4 separate regions of the Mus musculus genome follow, and regions 1, 2 and 4 are each linked to region 3. A link is a contact called in public Micro-C and promoter capture Hi-C data. All regions are on one chromosome and are shown on one strand. The core of a region is the stretch at or near the end of the contact, and the rest is flanking DNA. Distances in the headings are between cores, read along the strand shown. Region 1 overlaps Fbrsl1 (fibrosin-like 1). Region 2 holds the start of Pgam5 (phosphoglycerate mutase family member 5). Region 3 holds the start of Ep400 (E1A binding protein p400). Region 4 has its middle 25 kb from the start of Fbrsl1.

Region 1 (5,863 bases), core at 857-3,356, 410 kb before region 3:
GTCACTCGGTGAGGTGACCTGACCCAAGTAAGACTCAGCAAGAGATACACTAAATCAGATGTACAGCGGGGGTCCTGAGCTTCATCTGTGTGAGCAAAGGTGGAGGGGATCGTTGGCCAACTCCTATCTCAGGCATTCTAAGTTTTCATTTACTGCATAAAGGGTTAACCTGATTTTGGGCCATGCTAAAGACAGTGGGGATCAAAACCAACCCCGTGTGGTAGCATGTTCCTATGAGCCACAAACCCCACCCACAAGAAGTGGGACTCTAAGGGTGGGTTCCATGCAGAAAACCTGATAGATTCTGGTAACATGGGCTGCTGTGTCCAGGATGGTTAGGGTCACCTGTTACCCAGGGCCAACCAACGTATAAGGTCAGTGGAGTTCCATGCAGACAGGGAGGGGGTTGTTGCAGCAGAAGTGCCACAAAAGCACAGCTCCTAGGGAGGCAGAGGAAGGAGACAAGCAGCAAGGACTGATGCCAGCCACACACTGTCTCGGGATGTCCTTGAAGCCCAGAGCCCCATACCCCAGGGAGGAATGCAGGCAGTGAGGTACTTGCCTCAAAGCCAAACAAAACACTGGACCACATTTCATCCAAATCAAGGTTGTATTTATCTCTCTGTGTCGACTGACACGAAGACAGACTATTTAAAATAACCAGAGTCCACTGCGGAAACCAGGCTGGAAGGAACGGAACAGAGTAGTAGACGGGGTGCCGAGTGTTGATTCAGCATAAATGTGCTGGTTGAGAACCAAAAAGGACAAGCTGACAACACACCACACACACAGCACACGGGAAAGCTGGAGAGGGCAGGAGTGCAAAACCAAAACCAAAGGAGGGATGAGAGGCTTAGTGACAGGGAGGGCAACGCCCAGATGCTGGGCGCTGGGAGGAAAAAAACTGTGTCTTCTGGTAACCAACCTTTAGACTCTTGAACGTCTAAGATTCTGCCTGGCCTGCACAAATTCTGAGAACACTGCAGTAAGACTAGCACACGGGTGCAGGTTGGTCCTTGTGACTAGAGCCAGCCAGTCCTGAAGCCCACTGTGAGTCTAAGCAAACATCCACAAGTGTGGCTCTCCGGAAGGCCCAACCACCTTGGTAGGAAGCTCAGAGACCGTCTCCCCCTGAATATCCCGCTCTGCCTCCCAGGCTTGCATAGTTGAAGGATAGTTGTTGCAGTTAAACTGTTGAGTGTGTTCACAACTGACAGCCGGGTGGGTTTTTGTGACCACGTACACAAATAACCAGAGGGGTTTCTAGAAACTTGTTATAGACTGTCCAGGTTAAGAATTTAATAAGTTTTATAATTATATCAACAGAGTATTTACATTTTTTCCTAAAAAAACAAACCAAGGAAATCCTCTTACAACTATGCATAATAGAATAAGGCAGAAAACCCAAAGTTTTGTACATTATTATTAATTACTATTTTAATATATATCTGTAACGTCGGTTCCAAGTACCAAGGGAAGGCCAGAGCCGGGCCTGAGTTCGGAGCCTCACAGTGCGCTGGACAGAAAGACCATTTCTTTCCATAAATAAGACAAACCCTGGGGCTCAAATGGGATCTGAGAAGTTAAACTGCAAATCCCAACTTAAAAAAAAAATTTTTTTTTTGTTCTTTAAAATGTCGTTAGAGCACAAAATTAAGAAAAATACAAAACCATTAAAAATGCTTTTGTCACTTGTGAAGGGGGAAAAGATACAAAGCTAAATTTTTCCCAGTGACCTAATCGCAAGCTCGGAAAATGAAGTCACCCCCAGAAAAGCGAAAAGTCCTCGACTATGTAGGCTGCAGCGTGGCGCTGCTCCGGGACTCAGGGGAACTGTGCTCAGGTCCCAAGAATTTAAGTGAGCCAGCTCGCTACGCCGGGACTACCGCGCCTCCACCTCGGGAGGGTTGCACGCGGGCGAGTACTCCCGTGCCTCGCCAGGCCCCAGCGTCGTCCTGGGATGCGCGGGCGGCGTGGGGACCCCGCCCGCAGTCACCAGTGGAGGAGGCGCACCGAGCACCGCGGCGGCCGGCGGGGTGCGTGCCAGGAGCGCCCCGTGCAGCGCCCCAGGAGCCAGGCGTGGGTAGTGCACGGCCGGCAGCAACGCGGCGGCGTCGGAATCGGGCACGCGCGCGCGCTCCAGCTCCTCCCGGCGCACCTCCTGCAGGCGCTCCGGGCTGTAGTCGTGAGGCTCGCGGTCCCGGTAGGCGCGCTCCGAGAGCTCGAAGGGAGAAGGTCCCGCAGCGGGCGGCGGGGCTGGGAAGGAGCGGCGCGGTAGTTCCAGGCCCCGGTAGGTGTCGCGCGGCGGATCCCACACGAAGCCTGCTGTGCCCAGGCCCATATGTGTAGCTGTGGAGTGCACGCTGACGCCCGTGAGGTCCGGTGTCTCGTCTTCCCTGCGTTCCTCCTTGACCTTCACGTCGCCCTGGGGCCGATCAGGCGTCTGCTTCCCGGACTCCCGACCCAGTAGGCCTGCCAGGCGTAGGCAGTCGCCCAGGGCTGCCTTGCAGTAGGGTGACGGAGGTCGCGCAGCCAGTTTGGCGCCATCCTCTTTGCTAGGTGAGTGGCTCTCCTTGACCCGAGTCTCAGCCTCACGCTCGGTGAGGACCCCAGGGCGGCTCAGCTCACCGGAGCCCCGCTGTAGGAGGCTGCTGATGGGGTGGCCCACTGGTGCTACAGGCGACCCGTGGCTCAGCAGGCGCGTCTTCTCTAGGAGGTCCCTAGGGACAACAGGATAGAGCCATTACCTACAGCAGCTACAGCTGCTAGAAAGCCGTTTGTCAAGTTTCTATGACCTCAAGCTTCCTGCTGTGTGGAGCTTCTCTGTATCCTGGCCTGGTGAGGTGTTAGAAGTACCCCAGCTCAGAGCACACAGCAGACAACAGGAGGCTCTTAACATCTTTCCCTGGTTTTTGGCTCGGTTCTTTATACAGCTCTGGGTGGCTGGCTGCAGCCCGACAAACTTAAGGGAGTTCTCCCACATGGGGTGCGGGTGGGGGAAAGCAAGGCAGCATTACTGCCCCAACCATGGAATTCTCTGCTCAAGACGTAAGCAGGCACCAAGTGTATGCAGCTGGTTTGTGTTGATTTAACCACAGATGGATGGCTGCTTTAAGCAACAGCCTAAAATCGCAGGCCTGTATCCAGCCTGTGAGAGGCTGAGACAAGATTCACAGGTTCAAGACCCATTATAAAGTTCAAGGCTAGCCTGGGCAACTTGCCCTGGGGCACTTGAGGGTCTGGTGGCAGGGATCTACTGCCACCCCTGGGCCAGGAGAGGAACTCACCCTTTTGTGGTAGGGTCCCCAGCTGTGCAAACTCTTCTCTCACATCTGCTCACAGCGGGGAGGGGGGGGGGTCTGTCACAGGGTGGGGGTGGGCAACTCTGCTTCTTGGGGGGTGGGGGGCAGGACAATGCCCTCAGAGAGCATCCTAAGGAGGGTTGTGCCTGCTGCAGGAACTGCATGGATCAGACCAGCTTTTGTCTCCTGTGGACCTTCCACCCCACATGTCCTCAGTGCTTACAGTGGGCTGTAGCACACGTGTTGGCCTGAGGCCACCCTAGCTGGATACTGGTGACCTCCACCTCATACACTGACCCACACATCTGCTTTTCACCCAGCAAGCTCCTCCCAACCAATGTCTGCTACCATGGGGGTGGCCCTTACTCAAGTAGGGCTCCCAGATCAGACCAGAGTCACCTCAGTGAGACAGAGTCCACCTGCCACTGGGTGTGTGGCAAATACCTTTAGTCTCAGCACTACAGAGGCTGAGGCAGAAGGATCTCTGTGAGTTCAAGGCTCACCTGGTCTATACAGCAAGTTCCAGGATAGCCAGGGCTACAGTCTCCCTGTCTACAGGGTCTCTCCTGTCTCAGAAAGAATCCAGTCATTCCCACAAACAATCCCATCCTCTGTGCAGGAGAGGAGACATGTGACACCTACAGGGGCACTGCCTAGGGTTTACTGGACTGGAGGGCATCAATGTCTTGGGCAACTCCTAGGGATGTCACCCAAGCAGGCTTTTGACCCTGGCCTGACTGCTAAAACCACATTATATTGATTTCAGTAGCGTATACCTTGCTCAAATATGACTGAAGTGCACCCCCAAATCTTGTGTTTGGGACATCTGTGGAGGAAGAAGGAACCCTCAAGCACTAGGTCCACCCTTCCACCTGGAGTGCCCCACCCCCCATCTACTAATATTTAAGCCAGGGAACGCTTTACTTTTGTGGTCCTAGGAACTGATGCCACAGACCGGGTTTCTCTGTGTAGCCCCGGCTGTCCTGAAACTCAACTCTGTAGACCAGGCTGGCCTTGAACTCAGAAATCCGTCTGCCTCTGCCTCCCAAGTGCTGGTATTAAAGGCGTGTGCCACCACGCCTGGCTTTGGTGGTAAATAGGAAGTGTTGGTCCCCTCCCCCACCCTGAAACTGGGCTGGCAACAGCAACATTCCTTCTGGATACTGCGGTCACCCCACCTAGAGACAAATATTAGCTTTACTCTTTTTCGTTCCCTTGTCTATTCTGCAACCCAGCAGAGAGAACTCACTCTTTCCTCTGTCTCTGCCTGTGTAGGCCGTAGGTTCCACCCCCTCCTATACCCAGCCGTACTGACTAAAGTGTCTTTCTAAGGTAAAGGGTGGAACGAGAAAACCCAAAGTTTTGTACATTATTATTAATTACTATTTTAATATATATCTGTAACGTCGGCTCCAAGTACCAAGGGAAGGCCAGAGCCGGGCCTGAGTTCGGAGCCTCACAGTGCGCTGGACAGAAAGACCATTTCTTTCCATAAATAAGACAAACCCTGGGGCTCAAATGGGATCTGAGAAGTTAAACTGCAAATCCCAACTTAAAAAAAAAATTTTTTTTTTGTTCTTTAAAATGTCGTCAGAGCACAAAATTAAGAAAAATACAAAACCATTAAAAATGCTTTTGTCACTTGTGAAGGGGGAAAAGATACAAAGCTAAATTTTACAAAGCTAAATTCTTTCTGGATGGAACGAGCCCTGGTTAGGGTCGGTCAGGACTGAGCTCGCCCTGCACAGAAATGTGCTTTGTTGCCATCTTAGCTTGTGAATGGAAGCAACCGTGTGACCTTGCCACCATCTTGGTAAACGTAACCCGGGTGGTACCAACAAAAACCCAGCAGCATCCATAAAACTCCTTGGTACTGCCTGGTCCTCTGGAGATCACTAAACCCCTTTTATGATAAACTACAGAGGTAACTGATGAACCAGCCTGCCTCCATCTTAGGCTTGAAAGCCATCTTATAATAAAGACAAACTAGATTTACTACTGTTTATGATTAAATCTCTGTTTCTCAAAGAGTGGGCTATGCCCCACCTGTAACCTTAACTACCAACAGTTCTGTACAGCCAGCCCATTCCAAGAAACAGCAACCATGGCGTTGTTTTAGGAGGTTGCTATAACCATCTTGCAACCCTATCTTTGTCAAAAGGTTATCATGACCACCTGTTGTGACCACACACTATTTTGCTTCTTTCATTCTGCTGATCTTGCCCCATCCCCCATTTAGAAACCCCCTTCCCCTGACCCCTATCTTGCCCATGTTCAATGCTGACCTTAAGGGGAGGCAGCCTGTACATATAGATGATGATTATTTGGGTAGTTGGTTTTTTATCACATCTTTGGGATTAACAGTAGCGTCAGAAGTTCTCTCTCTCTCTCTCTCTCTCTCTCTCTCTCTCTCTCTCTCTCTCTCTACATGTATGTATGTATGTATGTATATATATATATTATATTAAAATAATACTAATATTTTTAGTTTTGACAGTGAGGTGGTTTGAATAAGAATGACTCCCATAGGCTCATATGGGTGTGGCTTTGTTGGAGAAGTG
Region 2 (5,617 bases), core at 2,609-5,108, 500 kb before region 3:
AAGCAAAAACACCTGTGAATGTCATAAACCAGGACCCTCCACTTACTGCATAAACAGTGAAGTGCTATCAAGCGTCACTCAAGATGTTATCCTCATAGACCTAACCAGGGTCAGGGCCCTGGGGAGCAAAGAAACAATCGGTTGTCCTCAACCCCAAGAGAAAATACACCAGATTCAGTTAGCAACGTGAGTAAACTCGACAGCAGTGGAATGTAGGCCTGCCCTATCCTATTTTTATTCAACTATGTTGAAAATCAAGTTCCACTCGGGAATATAATATAGCCCACTGATAGAACTGCCTAACATGCAAAACCCTGGGTTCCATTCCCAATACTGATAAAGAAAGAACAAAATCAAGTCTCAGCATCATGGTAGCCCACTGCCTCATGACAATAGATACAACATAACAACAAAGTGAAGAAAAAAATGAAAACTGAACTGGGCTTGGTGGTGCAGACAGACTTGTACTCCCAACACTCAGGAGGCTGAGGCAGGAGGGTTGCCATGAGTTCAAGGCCTGCCTCAAACTACAAACTGATTCTCAGGGGTCACAAGGAGACAGTGATAGTAAATGCTTTTTCCTTAAATGTGCTTTAGCATATAGCTGAAAACATTCTAAGAAATCATTTTCCTTTTGTTTTGAAAATGAGTTTTTTGCTGGATACAGTAACCTACACCACAGTGGAGACCTGATACCCTGCTTATGCCCAGGGGTCAGAAGCCACAGAACTCCTCAGGTTGGAGAAACAATCTGCTAGAGGAGAATCCTGGAGACATTGTGACCATCCAACTCTTTTTGAGTATTATACAAGTGGGAAATATGCCATCTATCAATAAACTGTTTAAAATGGAACGGCACACCACAATGCTCACCTTCCCACCTACTTGGGAAGCAAGGCAGGGGAATCAGGAACTCAGACTACATAGTGAGAGTCTGGCTGTATCACCACCATGCTGAAAGGTAGGAGGGGGAGGGGGAGCAGAGAGAAGGCCTAGATCCCTGGTTCAGCCTGTAACTAACTTCAAGACCAACCAATGAGTCATACCTAATGGTGTCAGGGTGCGGTCCTTCTCCAGGGAGCCATCCACATGGTACTGGGAATGCCGGATGAGGAAGATGTGCCTTGTGGCCTTGGCCTTATAGTGATCCAGCCTGGATGTCAACTCGTCTTCTCCAGATTCCACATTCCTTTTCTTCAGGTTAATGAGTGACAGTGGCTCTCGCCTAATTGTAAAAGTATGTCTTATCTTATGACCTCTTGTCCAAGACACCTTTCAGTGCTTGGGAAAAGGCCTGGGGGAGAAGCCCAGGCCAGAGAGCCTAGCCTCACAGACTCTTCCCGAAAAGGCTAGGCTCGCTCTGGTTGATACATATATTATTCCTGCATATAACATGAAGCCTCAGGTTCATGTTCCTGGTGAAGACAGGCTGGGTGAAGAGATGGCTCACAGGTTAAAGTGCTTGTTATACAAGCAGGAAGACTAGAGTCCAGAAGCCACATAAATACTGGGTAGGTATAATGGCCCACTTATAATTGCAGCCTCAGAACGTGGAGACGGGACCCCTAGAAGAAGCTGTCTAGTCAGACTACTTGTGTTGCAAGTTCTCGGTTTGACTGAGAGGCCATGCCTTAAACAATAATCCAGAAGTATGATTGAGAAACAATTTCCATAACTACCCCGGGCTTTCCCACAGACCTACACACATGTGATCTCACACACGTGCACATGAGACGGGAAAAAAAAAAAAGGAGAAACCCAATGATGCCTCAAATAAGCAAGCAGTGTCAAGAGATGTGAGAGTGGATAGTTGCACTGCAGCGGAGCCTAGAACTGTACTGTCTGTGTGACTCCAATAGTCTTGGGGCTGTTTCATTCATTTACTACTTCTGCTGGTGATAAGACAGGCCCTCTCAGTGTAGCTCAGGCTGACGTCACAACAATTCTACTTCAGCCTTCCAAGTATGAGGAGTACAAGCGAGCATATACTAACATCCCTAACGTAAGTTAAAAATACTAGGCACAGGACCTTGGCTGTGCTTTCTCACAGTACAAGTCTGGACTCCTCACACTCTGGAAAAGCTGAGGCGGAAGGATCACAAAAGGCCAGGTTGAATAAGTAAGTCTAACTATACTTAGGTCTTTCGTAGCTCAAGATTCCACACTCAATATTCAATCAACCGGGCATCAAAAAATACTCAAAAGTTTGCATCTGAACTAAACAGACCTTTTTGTATGTGATTTTTTTTTAAAACCTCAAGCTATATATTTTAACAACTACTTAGGTAGCAATTTTATTGTACTGAGTGTGATAAATAATCTAGGAATGATTTAAAGTATACAGGAGGATAAGCTAGATGCCTAGGTTATCTGTAAATACTTCATTATCATGAACATCCACAGAGTTTGATATGTTCAGGGATCATGGACCCAATCCCCCACCATACAGAGGGATTACTATAATTAATTTTAAATCAAATAAAAATAGAGCTCTTTTCTAAGTCACACTAAACACACTTTAAGTGTTGAGCAGTCACTGGGGTAGTGGCCATCACAATGTTGAGGACTGTAGTTAGTGGAGTGGACGTAGGAGCCGAAGAAACTGAAGCTACTCAGTTAAATGTAGGAGGCAGGAATAGGACAAGTCAGAGCTGCCCAAATTAACACAATGGTGGAAGAGGAAGGTCTGGAAAGGGTGGTGGTGGCGGCTCAAGCATGATCTGAGCAGGCTAACCTGGGGTGTTAGTCCCATATACAGACCAGGCCAAAGTCTTGCTGCAGCTACAGGGCCGTGTGTGGGGCTGGACCAGACAAAATTTGGAGACGACTGTCAGAGAGGAAGGCATACCAGAAAGAAACCAAGTGGATATGCCCCTTTTAGTCCCTTCCGGCACTTGTTGATCCATCTGTCATGCATCCTTCCCCACCTAACAAGGCCACTGTACCAATCCATCCACGTAAGCAGACACAGCAAGCAAATATGAAACATTTAAAATCAGGTCATTTCTTTTTTCTTTCTTTCTTTTTTTTTTTTTTTTTTTTTTGAGACAAGGTGTTTCTATATAGCCCAGAATTCAGAGTTCTGCCTGCCTCTGACTCCCAGTGCTGGGATTAAAGCTGCATGCCACTCGCTATACATGCCACTGTACCCGGCTTCCATGGGTAACCCAACCCTTGGCTCTACTTCACGCACGGGTTCTCTGGCCTCTGAAGGGATAGCATGCTTGCAGTCCCAATCTTCCCCAAGCTGCAGGAGGAGAATTTGTGAGGCAAACCTGGCTGTCTATCAAGACCCTGACTCTGAGTAAGACTTAATCCTTTGGAATTTCAGGCCCACAGAGGATGGTGGTCCTGGGACAAAGACCTGGTGCACTGTCTCTGAACAAGGACTCTTCGAGTATGGGGTCCGGGCGGTTAGAGGTCCCTCAGAGAGACGGGTGGCCCAGGCGCGAAGACCTTCGGGAGGTGCGCCATCCAGGCACTGCCACCGATTCACACAAACTCAAGACCCACTAGCACGCAGCGTCCCCTTCCCTTCAGAGCACCGATCTCCGCCATCCCGGGATGGAGGTGAGGAAGCAGGGCCGAGCCCAAACCTCCCGTCCCCGCACCTGTCCCAGTTGGTGTCCCAGACGCCGCGCCCGGCTCGCGCTCCTGTCCAGGCCGGCGGCTCGGTCGCGCGCGTGTCTGCATCCCCGCCACCTCGCGGCTTCCCTACCGCGACCGCCGAGAAGAGAACAGCGGCCGAGCCACCGGCCAGACCACAGGCCGCCAGCTGAAGCGCCTGCCGGAAAGCCATGCCGCAAATCGCGCGACCTGACGGCGGGACGCCAGGAGCAGACTTCCGCTTCCGGCTGGTGGAAGTCCCGCCCCTTCCCCCCCCCCCGACGAATCAGGAAACGCGGCCCAGGGCGCCACCTGCCGGTGGTCGCAGGGTAGCAGGCGCAGATGCCTGCCCTTTAGTGGGTGGAAATCAGGCACTGGGGTTTATTTATTTATTTTATTTTATTTTTTTGGTTTTTCGAGACAGGGTTTCTCAGTGTAGCCCTGGCTGTCCTGGAACTCACTCTGTAGACCAGGCTGGCCTCGAACTCAGAAATCTGCCTGCAGGCACTGGGTTTATATGAATTGAAAAACCTCAAGTTTGGCACTTCAATTTGAAGTTTTTATGTTTTCATTTGTAATCTTTAAGTGTATGCATACTCTCAACTTTCACCTCCTGAATTCTTTCCATTTTTTTCCCTAAGAACCTTCTTCATTCAACTATCAACCCTCCATTCCCCACCCCTAGTCCCTGGCACCTACCATCGCGCCTCCAAGTTTTACCGCTCTAGTTGCTTTTGACCAATTGACCGGGTCCTTCTGTGTAGGAAAGGTGTCCACCTGCTCTTCCAGGGCCATTGTACCCAAGGCCTAGGGACTAGACTGGCAGGCCCACGGACTTACAGCTCCAGGCTTGGGCTTTAACTACCAAGCGGCCCAGCACTTGGCAGCTGTTATAATTTTCATCTTTGAGCAACAATGAACAGCAGCAGGCATTTGGTAATATTACTGCTCCTGAATGAACCTCTAACCTCAGACATTCTCAGAACCCTTGGCCTTCCACAATGGCTAAGGCGGTCCTTTGGCTAGACAGCTCCCTAAAAGTCTTAGCAACAGGATCTGTTTTTTCCACAGCCTTCTTTCACCTCAGCTCTCTATTCTCTCTAGCCTCAGCCTTTTGGTGTTCCTAGCTCAGCCTACCCTACTATTGATAAAAATAAATTAAATTTTTTTTACAAAAACCCTCTAAGGCCTGACATACCAAAAAAAAAAAGGATACAGAGGCTGTATTTCACACTGACTGAAACGTGAGTTTCAGTCGGCTTATATATAAAGAGAAAAGGGTGTTATGGCAAGGGTCTTAGCCCCAATCCTGGCAGTCCTTCATGCACGTTTGAATCAATCGCAGGTTTTCTGCAGAGCCACCAAGGGAGAGCCTCCCCCTGGCCTGGATGAGACGATTGCAAGGTCATCAGAGTTCACTACCATGCTGTCTTGCTCAGTGTCGGTGGAGGCTGTCTGGACAGATCATGACTGGAGCAAGTCTTCCACGGAGGTTCTGGTGGCCCATATGACTGCAGAGGTGTCTGCCCAGTGAGCCCCAATATCTAAACTGGCTGCCAGGAGGGCAGTGTGGCTAGTTGTCCTTAAGAGGCTGCTTTCCTGACAGGACCTCAGCCAGGCACCAGAGCAGGACCTGTTAGATGCTTTAATCTTTCACAGGAAGCATCAATAGGGTGTGTGTAACAAAAATCTGTAACAAAATTACAGTATAGTTCTTTTTTTTTTATTTTATTTTGTTTTGTTTTTTTGAGACAGGGTTTCTCTGTGTAGCCCTGGCTGTCCTGGAACTCACTTTGTAGACCAGGCTGGCCTTGAACTCAGAAATCCGCCTGCCTCTGCCTCCCGAGTGCTGGGATCAATGGTGTGCGACACCACGCCCAGCTACAGAATAGTTCTTCTTTAACAGTGCTTCCTTACTGCCTCTTTGTCCCACAGGGATGTAGGTCTCCCTGATTTGTATTCTAGGTACCTTAAATTATTTGGACTCCCACAGTCTGTCCTCTTGGAACTA
Region 3 (5,890 bases), core at 1,792-4,291:
CTCCAAAGCAGAACAGTGGCAGCTACACTAAAAGGTCTTCTATCACCCAATCACTGAGGTCTAGCTTCTCTCCTCCTCCCCGACAAAGAACCCTCACATTTCAAAATTCTTCCTTCAACCTGAGACCCACGTTCAAGAACACTTTCCATACCCAAATAATTCATTTGAAAGACACCAAAAACTAACACCCTTTACTAAGGGTGTTAAAACATCAAATGTTTAAGAATAAGGGGTATGGATAACTCAGTGGTTAAGTGCTTGCTTTGCATGTGGAGGAACTTGAATTTGATCCCCAGTTCCACACACATTAACAAAAATTAAACATATCAAAAATGAAGCGTTCAGCCAAGTAGGGCAGCACATACCTGTCTATAATGGAAGTACTCAGAAGGCAGAGGCAAGAGGATCACAGGTTCAAGTTGAGGATAGGTCTACATAGTTCAAGGCCACCTATGGCTCACCAACCAAAAAAATAAATAAATACAAATAAAAAAGATAATGCTTCTACTTGTTTGCTAACAGCCTCAAGAAACTCATGGACAGGGGCTAATAAAAAGATGGCTCAGCAGTTAAGAGCACTGCCTGCTCGTCTAGAAGGCATGGGTTTAATTCCCACCACCAACATGGTGACTTACAATCCTCTGTAACTCCAGTTCCAGGGTATCTGATTCCCTCTTCTGGCCTCTGTGGGCATCAGGCACCCAAGTGGCACAGAGATATACATGTAGGCAAAACACCTATACACACAAAATAAAAAAAAAAAACAGGGTTGAAGAAACAGCCCAGGAGTCAAGAGCATATGTGCTCTTCAAGAGGATCTGAGTTTGAATCCCAACACCCATGCTGGGTAGCTCATAACCACCAGAAGATCAGACACCCTCCTGTCTCGTCAGGCACACAAGGCAGACAGAGACATACACACACAGAATATAAACATATACAAACACATCACACACACACATACACATACACACACACACACACACACATTTTTTTTTTTAATTTTATGGACAGCCAGAACAAAGCCTTCAGAAACAGGGGCGCCTAATCACTGGAGAGGCGATGACCAAAAGGCTAAGTAAAGATGCTACAGAAAATGGAGGAAATGGTGACTGAGAGCACACAAAAAATTCCCTCCCACCCAGGAATACAAGGCAGCTGAGAGCTGAAAGAGTTAACTGGAGGGGAAGATTAACCCAAGGAAAGGTTACTATGTAGTTGTAAATAAGGTGGCCAGAAAACAACAGACAGCCATTCTGAGGAATGCTATGTTATGACCTTGAGTGGGCCACAAAGAGCAACCCAACACAGAAGCCAAAACACCAGTAAATGCCTCACAGGGACAACAGTATCAACAACATTATGAGGCAGTTATTGTACTGTTGGATGATCATGGTACCTACACAACTTAAAACAGTTTCATTAGATAATGCCAAACGTTTTTTTAAAGTTAGAAGAATACAATAAAAGGAAATAATGACACTTTCGATATTAGGCTATCTTGAGATTTTAAACATTTGGTGGGGAGGAAGATGTGGAGTAGACCTTCAATCCTTTAGTACTCAGGTGGCAGAGGCAGGTAGATCTCTTTTGAGTTCGAGGTCAGCCTGTTTCAGGACAGCCAGAACTACTCAGTGAGACCATGTGTTTTTTGTTTTTTTGGGTTTTTTAAAATATATAAATAAATTAAGGGGGTTAGAGGGGGCTGGGCACTGCAGCAGGAACCAGCACTCCCAGATACGCAAGAGACTGAGGTAGGAAGATAACCTGAGGCCAGGATCTGAGGCCAGCCTGGGACACAAAGATTCCTCTCAATGGCAAGTAAATAAAAACAGCCAGGCATGATGTCTCACACCTGCAAACCCAGTATCAAGGTGGAGGCATCTGGATTGCTAAGAATTACAGACCAGCTTGGACTACTTAATGAGTCTAGTCCAGGCTGATTCGGACTTCCATGAGACTTTTTGTCTCAGAAAACCTAAATACGTAAAAAGAAGATTTAAAGTTAACATGTGGTTTGCCTTGTGGCCATCCAAATTGTATAATTCATATTCATTCATTCATTTTCTCTCTCTCTCTCTCTCACACACACACACACACACACACACACACACACACACCCAGGTACAAGAATCGCGGATCTTCGTGAGCTCAAGGCCAGCCTGGTCTAAATGGCGAGTTAAAAGGCCAGCCAAGGCTCCAGGGTAAGACCCTGACTTAAAATGGAAAAGCGAAACAAAACCAAAACCGAAACAAAACAAGGACCGTTTTTGCCACACGTATAATCGAGAGCACAAGTGACAAGTGCCAGGGATGAGCGCAACCCCCAATTCCAAGTCGCGGTGCTCCAGGATACTGGACCTAGGGACAGACCTGCGGAGACAGCGGCTCGGCGGCTGATGGTACACCTCCGAGCCCCGGCCCGGGGAGCTCTGCCAGATCCCCGGCGTCCTTCCCGCTCTGTCTCCGCTCAAGGCTCTACGTCGCGAAAGGAAGCCCCGCGCGCCGCGGACCAACGGTGCCGCGGGCGTTAAGAGCCCCGCCTTCCCGAGCGCTCGGAAACGGCCGCGCGCCTGCCCAGAAAGAACGGCGCACTCGAGAGCGCTGACCAGAGAAGGGCCTTGCTGAGGCCGGACCACGCGCCGAGCCACCGACCGGTCCCCTCTCAGCGCCGCCCGGCCCCTCGGCCCCGCCCGCCCACGACAAAGCGCCGCCGCGGCCTGGGCCCGCCGCGACGCCAGCAGCAGCAGCACCGCTAAACACAACCGCTCGGCACGCCGCCGTTGCCGCCTACCACCCACCGTCCCGCCTCTCACCCGCTGACGCTATCCCGTTCGCTTGCACCGCGAGCAAAAGCCGCGCTCCGCCGCGTCAGGACAGCCGGGAGGCTCGAGCGCGCCGCAGCCGCTCGGCACATCCGGGTCCACGGGCACAGGAAGTAGCAGCGCCGGTGCTACGGCGCGCGGCGAGGGACTAACGGTACCTATCCTGTAGGGCCGCTCGCAGCCGCGCGGGGTCGCCTGAAGCTGAGGCGCTGCTGACGGCGGAGGCAGGACCGAAGCGGCTTCTTAAGCAGGCGGTTAGGGGCGGAGCTGTATGCAGGAGGTGCGTTGGGCGGAGTTTGGAGAGCGGAGAGCCACCTCAGGGCCGCCTCCGAAAGGCCTCATCCGTACGAGGCGGGACCGCTTCGGACAGGACGAGGGGAGTCGGCGCACGCGCAGGGAAGGGCTGGGGGGGCTGAGGCGGTGCACGCGGGCTGGGGCGTGGCCTCATGGGTACAAGGCGGAGCCTCAGGCCTCGGGGAAGTTCCGGTAGACTCGGGAAGGGGCGTGGCCTCGTCAGTTGGGGGCGGACCCCGAGTTTCACTCAGTTACGCCACCTGGCGACTCGCTCCAGCGGGGGAGGCTGTTTAGGAAAGCTCGAGCGGACCTGATCGCATCCTCTGGGTGTGCTCCGCCTCCGTGGGAAATAGGGGACTAGCCCTATGAACAAAAAGGCGCCTGAGGCGCAGTGAGCAGAAGTCTGAAAATACATCCAGCATCATTAGACATCACAGAAATGCAAAAGAAACCACGACCCAAGAGGAGGTAAGATTGTAGTACGAGTTTGAAAAAGATTTTATATATATATTTTTTGTTGTTGTTGTTTTGTTTTGTTGTTTTGTTTTGTTTTGAGACAGGGTTTCTCGGTGCAGCCCTAGCTGTCCTGGAACTCACTCTGCAGACCAGGCTGGCCTCAAACTCAGAAATCCACCTGCCTCTGCCTCCCAAATGCTGGGATTAAATAAAGGCATGCACCACCACTGCCCAACAAAAGATTATAATTTTAAAAACACTATAAAAAAAAGGAAGAAATTAACTGAGCTTCGTGGCACAAGCTTGTAATTCAGTGGATCTCAGCCTATGGGTCACATATAAGATATCCGGCATGTCAGATATTTATTTCCATTACAACTTATAGCAGTAGCAAAATTACAGTTATGAAGTACCAATGAAATATGGTTGGGGGTCACCACAACATAAGGAGCTGTATTAAAGAGTCACAGCATCAGAATGTTTGAGAACCACTGCTATAATCCCAGAACTTGAGGCTGAAGCAGCAAGATCTGGGGTTCATGCTGGCTTCATCCATTCATCATGTTTGAGGCTGTCCTGGAATACATGAGACCCCATCTCAAAATAAAAAACAGGAGGGAAATGTGTTAGGAAGGAGCCAGTGGAAGTTGTAGGGAATAAGGGGAAATGAAGAGAAGGTGGATATGACCAAAACATACATGCATGAAACTCTAAAATAAAGGATCTTTTTAAAAGCTCAAGATAGGGGTTGGTGAAATGGATCAGCAGTTAAGAGCACGGACTGCTCCTCCAGAGGTCCTGAGTTTAATTCCCAGCAACCACAGGGTGGCTCACAACCATCTGTAATGTGACCCAATGCTCTTCTGGTGTGTCTGAAGATAGCTACAGTGTACTCATATACATGAAATAAACAAATCTTTAAAAAAAAAAAAAAAAGTCCAGGATAACTGGAAAGTTGGCTTAGCCATGAGAGGACCTGAATTCAGTTCTCGGAACCCACATCAGGTGGTTCACAACCATTTGTAATTAGCTCCAGATCTGACAACCTCTTCTGGCTTCCACAGGCATTCACATATACACATGACACACACACATACACATGACATACACACAAACACACACACACATTATAATTTTTAGAAACTTACAAGGGTTTCTGAGCACTGCTGCTTTTGCAAAAAAAAAAAATGAGGTTCCTAGCACCCACATTAGGGAGCTTACATGTACACACACTCACACACATACTTTTTTAAAAAAGATTTTATTTGTTTAATTAGGAGTGTGCACGTGTGTCTAAGTGTGGGATATGCATACATGAACGAGTGTCCTCAGAGGCCAGAAAAGAGGGCTGAGTCCTCTAGAGCTAGAATTATAGGTGGGTATAACCTGCACAGCACGGGTGTTGAGAACTGAACTTGGGCCCTCTGTAAGACCAGCAGGCACTTGTAACTGCTAAGCCATCCCACTAACCGCCAAAATAAATTGTCTATAAGTGTTTTGCCTGCCTGAATGCAGCCTGTTGGATCATCTGGAACTGGAGTTACAGATTGTATGGAGCCACTATATTGCTGCTGGAAAGCAAACCCAACTTCTCTGCAAAAAAAAAAAAAAAAAAGGAATACCCATTTTGAGGACATGACCCCTCCCTGCCTCACGGAGCTGTTACTCCTCTAAAACTGCTTGCTCGCCATTCCGAACAAACCAAAAATGCAGGTCATGGGATGAAGCCATCTGTGTAGGTCTAAGGGCCCCATAACACTGACTATGCTAGAGATCTGAGAATGCCTTCACCCATAAAAGGCGAGAGAGGTCTGGGAGGAGTACACTGTGGACTGAAAGGGCATTCCAAACCTAGTGCTGAGTAAGTGGCCGTGGCTGTCCAGGGATGAGGGATACATGGTTAGCACATAAGAAAGGAGACCCAGTGCCGGGCGTGGTGGCGCACGCCTTTAATCCCAGCACTCGGGAGGCAGAGGCAGGCGGATTTCTAAGTTCGAGGCCAGCCTGGCCTACAAAGTAAGTTCCAGGACAGCCAGGGCCATACAGAGAAACCCTGTCTCGAAAAACCAAAAAAAAAAAAAAAAAAAAAAAAGGAGACCCAGAAGGAGGTGAAGAATACTAGGGCATAAAGGTGGGGGCTGCTGACGCACGGTCCCCCTTGAGGTCTCCCAAGAATAGGCAGCATGAAATCACCAGTGTAGCCACTTCAGAGAAAACCGGGATGGTCTCAAAGGACAGGTCCGGATGGAAGGAAGAGAGTATCAGCAGCAGCCGGGAGCAGACTGCTAGTGGCTACATCTACTGCCTGCCCAGCC
Region 4 (6,201 bases), core at 45-2,544, 300 kb before region 3:
AGGGAGTTGAGGGCATAGAGACAGAGAGGAAGTGAGAGAGAGAGAGTAAAGGAGTAGAGGCCGGCCATGAACATGTAGAGAGAGGGGAGGAAGGGGAATGGGGAGAGGGGGGGAGCAGAAGCAAGGGAGCAAGAAAGAGGGGGGGGCAAGCAGCTCCTTTTATAGTGAGTCAGGTGCACCTGGCTGTTGCCAGGAAACTGTAGGACATAGCCTAGACAGAATGCCAGCACTGGTGCCCTTCACTGGCTAGTCAATACTTTAGCAAGTGGGAGTAGGGGAATAGTTTTGCATTTTAGTAATTCATCCCTCCACCCCCTTAACATTTTACCCTAAAAGGACTTCAATGCCTGCTGTGTCCCTAGGCCATTCTCCCTTCTCTTGCTTTCCAGAGGCTCCAGGGCTTGTGGCCTGGCCACCCTTATCTCTTCTGTTCCTCAAGGTCTTCCTTCTCCCACCTCCTCTGATAAAAGCACCGGACCTTGGTTCCCAGCCTGTCCTAACCCTGGCTGACCTATGGATACTTTCAGTTGGTTTGTTTTGAGACAGGGTCTCTAGCTGTCCTAGAACTTACTATGTAGATCCACTGCCTCTGTCTGTCCAATGCCATCCCCTAGGCACACCTTTAATCCTAGCCCTGGGGAGGGAGAGGCAGGTGGATCTCTGTGTCTCCAGAGAGCTTTCCAGGACAGCTAAGGCTATACAGAGAGACCCTGTCTTGAAGAATGGAGACATCGCATAATGGTACCTGGGATTTTCCCAATGAGGCCACATTTTGAGGGTTTCAATAGGTAAGATTTAAGGGCTTCTGCCAGGGCCCCTTGACTTGGCTCTTTGAGACAAATTCCAAAGAACATTGCTGAATTTGGATACATCTCTGTAATCCTAACAAAGAAAAAGAAAAAGAAAGGAAGGAAGGAAGGAAGGAAGGAAGGAAGGAAGAAGAGGAAACAAAAAAGAAAGAATGTGACTGTTCTTAGGTATGGTGGAGAAAATTTGTTGTAGATAGAGGGAAGAACATAGGTAGAGGTAGACACATCTGGGAGATTCCAGAGTGGTTATAACCCTGAGCTATGTGAGAAGAGGAAGGGAGAGGGGAAGGAGAGGAACTAGGTATAGTGGCTAGGAGGCCCAAAGAGGAGGAATAGCCAAAATGGCCAGAGTATATAGGGAAGGGCAGCTGGGGGAAGGGCAGCCCAGAGGATCTTGGGCTGGAGAAAGGTTTAGAGAAGGGGGCAGGGTATACAAGCCTTGAGTAATTGGTTGAGGCTGGGAGAACCTGGTGGCCAGGTCCACTTTGATATGTTAAATAGGCACCTCAGCCTTTTGTCCCAGGGTTTGAGACTTAACCCTAACCCCGTGGCTGAGGCAAGAATATTGCTGAGAAGCCGGCAGTGGTGGCGCACTCTTTTAATCCCAGTACTTGGGAGGCAGTAGCCTGGTCTACAGAGTGAGTTCCAGGACAGCCAGGGCTACACAGAGAAACCCTGTCTCGAAAACAAACAAACAAACAAACAAAAAAAGATATTGCTGAGAGTTGGTGGCTAGCCAGGTCTATACAGTGGCAACTTTTCTTTTTAATCCCCTTTTTCTTCTTTTTCTGTTGTGTCTTTCTCGTGGCAATCTTTCTTTAAAAAACAAAAACAAAAACAAAACAAAACAAAGAACAGCTAGGCTTGGCCAGCATGAGCTACATAGAGTTTTCCAGGCCAGTCTTCCTTCCAGCCTCCCCATTTCAGACTCTTTCAGAGGGTTTGGAAGGGCACATTACCGTTCTCAGGAGACAGAAACAGACACAGTTAGACCTTGTCTGTCCTCTTGCCCGCAAGCCCAGGGGAGCTCTCTAAGGATCTTTGGGTCAGTGGGGCAGCCCCACAGCTGTCTTGTGACCCCATTAAGCATTAACAAGTGGTTGTTGCTTTGGTAACTACTGCTAGGCCTGTCTCTGTGTCTGCTCCACCCACTGGCAAGAGTTACTCTGCTCAGCCTTTGGGGAACAGTCAGCAGGTGATCAGTTTCCATGACTCCCTTCCCACTCTCCTTGGCCACTGTTTTATTAGTAGTGTGCAGTAGGGGTCATCCTGGAAAAAAAAAAAGGCCGGGGCTGGACACTCACTTCACCCTAAGTGCCAACTGCAAGATTGGGGATAGGAGAGGTGCATGCCGCTGGTCCTGTGCCAGCCCCGGCATCTCACAGCTGTGGCCAGAGAGGTTAATTGGAGCAAAGCCCTGGGCAGCCAGCTGCCAGGCCACCTGCCGAGTGCCCTAGCTTCCATAAATCCCCATTTGATAGTAACAAGGCCCCCAAAGGTGCCTGTCTGGTCAGCTCAGCCCCACAGACTGCAAGAATACATTTCCTGGCTCCTCTTGGGGATGCTGGAATTCAATTACAGCGTACATGGGGCCTTGAATCAGAACTCTAACTTTGGGGCCTGTTAGGATCCTCCCTCTTTGGGTTTAACCTTTGGGAACCTGGGTGGCTGCATGGAACAAAGCTTTGATGGGGTTAAGCCCTGACCCATGGGGGCTCAGTCTGCTTAGGATACATAAATGAGGAACTTGGAACCTGTCAATGGCACACATGTAATACAAAGGGTCAGCTGTTCGGGACTACCAGAGAGCTCGCTCACAATATTTCACGGGTATTAGGAAGGTGCCCCCAAGGGTGATATTAGAAAGGGATAAAGGAATGAGCATCAAAATGGGGGCAGGGTTGGGGGAGGCACAGGGAACGTTAGGTTAGTGTTAAGTACAGAATTGTGGAGCAAGGGAATGGAAGACAAGAGACAAGGGCAAGAGAGGGCCAGGGGTTGGAGGAGACAGAGGAGGCAGGAGCCAGATGGACAGGGGTCAGAGAGATCAGGCACCAGATGGGGACAGATAGCAGGGTGGGACAGGAGCAGGAAAGGAGCTCCAGGACACAGATGCCTTCCCATGCTGTGTCCTCTTGATCTACCTCTTTATTTTTCTGACACAGGGTCTAATGTCATCCCTGTCTGGGCTTCAACTCACTGTTTAGCTGAGGGTGACCTTGAACCCCCAGACTCTGGCTTCCAATTCCTGGGATTCCACAACAGCCAGAATTTTGACTTTTATCCATGGGTACTGAGTCAGAGACAACTTCGATGCTCTGAAGGCCTGCTGCTACCCCTCAACTGCCTGCATCCCCCATTCCCACTTCCCACCCTCTCCCTCCTCAGCAGCCCAGTATCTTCAGGTATCCCACATAAGACCTGGCTCCTCTTTCCCATGGACCTCTAGGTTTTCCCAGGCTGCCTTATGGAAACCCAATCATTTGAAGGGTATCACTTAGGCATTTTGCAGGATGCTTTCTGGGTTTTGTTTGGTTTTTGTTTTTCTTTTTTTTTTTCAGTATGTTCTTCTGACTACATTGTGGTTAGGACTGAGAGCAAATGTTTCATACCACAAACTGTCCACGTCTAGCCCTGAACCTTCACTCTTGCTGAGTGAATGGGGGTGAATGGATGAGAGAGAAGAGAGAGAGAAGGAAGAAGGAAGGAGAACAGGGCACTGGCCAGAACAGGGAAAGTTGGAGAGGGCCGGTTGAGAAGTGGCCCAGCTGCTAGCTGCTGATACACAGACCATCTCCAGCGAGGGTAGCATCAGGTTGGACCACCAGTCCTGTTTTATGCTGTGTGGATCTGGTTTTATACTAGGCTGGGCTCTGGTGGCATTGGTGGAAGCTACTTGGGATCCTCACTGGTGGGTGAACTTCTTGGGAGGGTCAGGATGGACACCATGTACTGAGCAGCCTGGCCTGCTGGGCATTAAAGGGAGGATATAGTCCCACCAGTAACAGGAAGGGACTGGGGAGGGCTAGGTGCCAGAGTCTAAGGCCAAGCTCAGGGCTGTATCTCCTGTGGGACCCTGGGTCACCTGACTCTGTGCCTCCTATATCCTGCCTCCTCCTCCTTCTCTCTCTCCTCCTCCTCCTCTTCCTTGTTATCTCCTGTTGGGGACTGGGTAGGGTAGCTGTGCCCAGCTCATGCCCAGCTTGTGCACTACAAGGCCACTCACAGGAGGTGGGAACTCCATGAAGCCTTCTCTGAGAATCTGGAACGTCCCCAGGCTGGAATAAGCACCCTTTGTTAGAATGAGCGCTTATTATCCTCTTGATAATAGACCTGACCTGCTGCAAGCAGCTCCCAGCCTCTGTTCCACTGTTCCCAGGTCCCCTCTGCTGATAGCGATTAGCCCGTGAGTGAAGGACACACTCCTCGTGAGGAACAGCTGATTTCTCCCCAAGGAAGGCCATCAACTCTCTCTCGTTTTTCCCAAGCTTCCCACGCACGCAGCCTGGCTGCTGTCGGAGGCCATCTTGCTTTGCATCAGCGTGGGTGAGTTTGGTCAGGGCCGTCCCCTGGCTTTGGTAGCCTCAGGTGGACGTTGGAAGACCCGTTTCTCAGAAACAGGGAGCAGTGCTGCCTTACTGACCCCGGGAGGTGTTTTCCTGCCTGGACACCCTTCCCACTTCTACTCCACTGTCTTCCATTCCTGCCCTGCTTGGGCTCCCCAATTTCCATTCAACATTGTACCTAACGGTCACATCAAGGCCATGTGGCCTTCCATGGTGGTTGCTTTGAAAAGGAAGATTTGACCCAATTCTGGCTCAGAAACTAGGTGGGAAGAGTGGCCACTGTGGTCTGCAGAATTCCAGGAACATTATCTGTCTCCTTCAGGGTTTTATACAGACTTCAGTTTTTGGGAGCTTGAGGCATGTGGCTTGTGGGAGCATATGAGCCCTAAAACAGCAAACTAAACTCCTAGAACCCAGAATTTCATAAAAGAGTAGTTCTCAGGCTTGAACTAAAGCTGGGAACTGAACTGTCAGGACCACAGTGCTCTCATGGCCCCACCTGTCATGGCCAGACCGAACCTGTGCAAAGGCCTGCTCCACCTGATTTGAGGTTCACACTTCCATTCGAGACCCGTCTTCCATCTCTCTGTCTTCCAAATCCACATGAAATAAGTCAGATGTTTTCTTTAGGTTTCATATAGCCCGATTAGTCTCAAACTTGCTATCAGCTGATTGTCACTTGTTCTTGCTTTCTGCCTCCCAGAGTGTTGGTTTTACACACACACACACACACACACACACACACACACACACACACCACAAATACTTTTTTAAAAAGGGAACACCAGGCTAGGCTCTCCAGCCTGGCTGGCTGACAGCGTCTGGGGGTGGCAGCAGTGGTGAGAACGAACAGGAGTCTTAGGGACCTGGGCTTGACTGTCTTGCTGTCCTGAGACAGGACAGGGCATCTGTGGAACACTGAATAGTATCCCCAGGGAGGGAAGGATGAAGGCAGGTATGAGCTCAGGTTCAGGAGGTGGGAGGATAAACTGGTTGTTAACGACCCCGGAACAAGTGGTGCCCTGAGGAACTGGGAAATAGGTACCGAATCTTTAAGATATTTGTGGTGGCAGTGTGTGCTTTATTAATCAGGCGGTGAGCAGTGTTAGAATGGTGAACTGTGAAACCCTTTTCAGTATCTCTTTACTTTCAACAGAGTATTTTTTCCAAACTGAAAATGAAAGGCTTTGCCAAAGCACCCTGTTCTGCCTCTCAGAGTAGGACACAGGATTCTGAGATGGCTGGCAGGGCTGTAGATGAACAGGCATGGTTAGGGCTTCCAAGTGGGTATGAACACAAGTTTTTCTTTGAGCCGTATTGGTGTATACATAGATGCATATGTGCTCAGACTTACTTGGTCTCATATTCTTCAGAAGAGCTGTTTCTAAACTATTTAAAATTATATTTATTTTGTGTATATGTGTATGTGCGCACAACCCCATCTGCCTGCCTCTGCCTCCCAAGTGCTGGGACTAAAGGCGTGCGCCGCCGCCACCACCCAGCTCTAAATTCTTTTTTTTTTTTTTTTTTTTTTTTTTTAAGATTTTTATTTTTTATTTATTATATATAGGTACAATGTCGCTGTCTTCAGACACTCCAGAAGTAGGAGTCAGATTTTGTTACGGATGGTTGTGAGCCACCATGTGGTTGCTGGGATTTGAACTCCGGGCCTTCGGAAGAGCAGTCGGGTGCTCTTACCCACTGAGCCATCTCACCAGCCCCCAGCTCTAAATTCTTAATAAATACAGATTTTGAGCACACACACACACACACACACAAGAAACACTGTACAGATTTCTACAACTTCTGAGACTCTTGTCATTTGT

The links. A called contact is a pair of places that touch in the nucleus more often than the background predicts. Capture Hi-C pulls out chosen DNA fragments and counts their contacts.
Region 1: a Micro-C map of embryonic stem cells shows a contact between it and region 3, with 1.8 times the contacts expected there. The contact joins the enhancer-like site here to the promoter of Ep400 in region 3. A contact is called at or near these places in 6 of 39 promoter capture datasets (the 3T3-L1 cell line, cranial neural crest, embryonic stem cells and 3 more), 3 of 484 Hi-C or Micro-C datasets (the Ba/F3 cell line and embryonic stem cells) and 7 of 115 datasets of contacts at active chromatin or transcription factors (bone marrow-derived macrophages, embryonic stem cells, large pre-B cells and 1 more).
Region 2: a contact with region 3 is called in a promoter capture Hi-C map of liver. The contact joins the promoter of Pgam5 here to the promoter of Ep400 in region 3. A contact is called at or near these places in 1 of 39 promoter capture datasets (neural stem cells), 4 of 115 datasets of contacts at active chromatin or transcription factors (bone marrow-derived macrophages, embryonic stem cells and memory CD8 T cells) and 2 of 9 other capture datasets (embryonic stem cells and liver).
Region 4: a contact with region 3 is called in a Micro-C map of embryonic stem cells, with 2.2 times the contacts expected there. The contact joins the enhancer-like site here to the promoter of Ep400 in region 3. A contact is called at or near these places in 10 of 39 promoter capture datasets (the 3T3-L1 cell line, 3T3-L1-derived adipocytes, the C10 cell line and 6 more), 1 of 15 datasets of contacts at CTCF or cohesin (the NIH/3T3 cell line), 6 of 484 Hi-C or Micro-C datasets (CD4 T cells, CD8 T cells, the G1E-ER4 cell line and 2 more), 3 of 115 datasets of contacts at active chromatin or transcription factors (all in embryonic stem cells) and 1 of 9 other capture datasets (liver).

Annotation. Positions count from the first base shown.
Region 1 is chr5:110,361,160-110,367,022 of GRCm38.p6, forward strand. Fbrsl1 (fibrosin-like 1) reads right to left here. Exons shown (of 19, transcript NM_001142642.1): 19 at 592-2,720. The coding sequence ends at 1,883. Among named protein-coding and RNA genes, the nearest start is that of Lrcol1, 19 kb to the left of the region's middle. Within about 2 kb of position 2,107, at least 184 of the 459 cell types and tissues checked have an H3K27ac peak or open chromatin away from gene starts, as enhancers often do. A contact at or near this core is called in bone marrow-derived macrophages and embryonic stem cells, where this site is marked.
Region 2 is chr5:110,266,041-110,271,657 of GRCm38.p6, forward strand. Pgam5 (phosphoglycerate mutase family member 5) reads right to left here and starts at 3,859. Exons shown (of 6, transcript NM_001163538.1): 1 at 3,612-3,859; 2 at 1,047-1,225. The coding sequence starts at 3,799.
Region 3 is chr5:110,767,676-110,773,565 of GRCm38.p6, forward strand. Ep400 (E1A binding protein p400) reads right to left here and starts at 3,042. Exons shown (of 52, transcript NM_029337.2): 1 at 2,817-3,042. Gm15559 (predicted gene 15559) reads left to right here and starts at 3,274. Exons shown (of 2, transcript NR_152254.1): 1 at 3,274-3,587.
Region 4 is chr5:110,470,182-110,476,382 of GRCm38.p6, forward strand. No RefSeq gene overlaps it. Among named protein-coding and RNA genes, the nearest start is that of Fbrsl1, 25 kb to the left of the region's middle. Within about 2 kb of position 1,295, at least 31 of the 459 cell types and tissues checked have an H3K27ac peak or open chromatin away from gene starts, as enhancers often do. A contact at or near this core is called in embryonic stem cells, where this site is marked.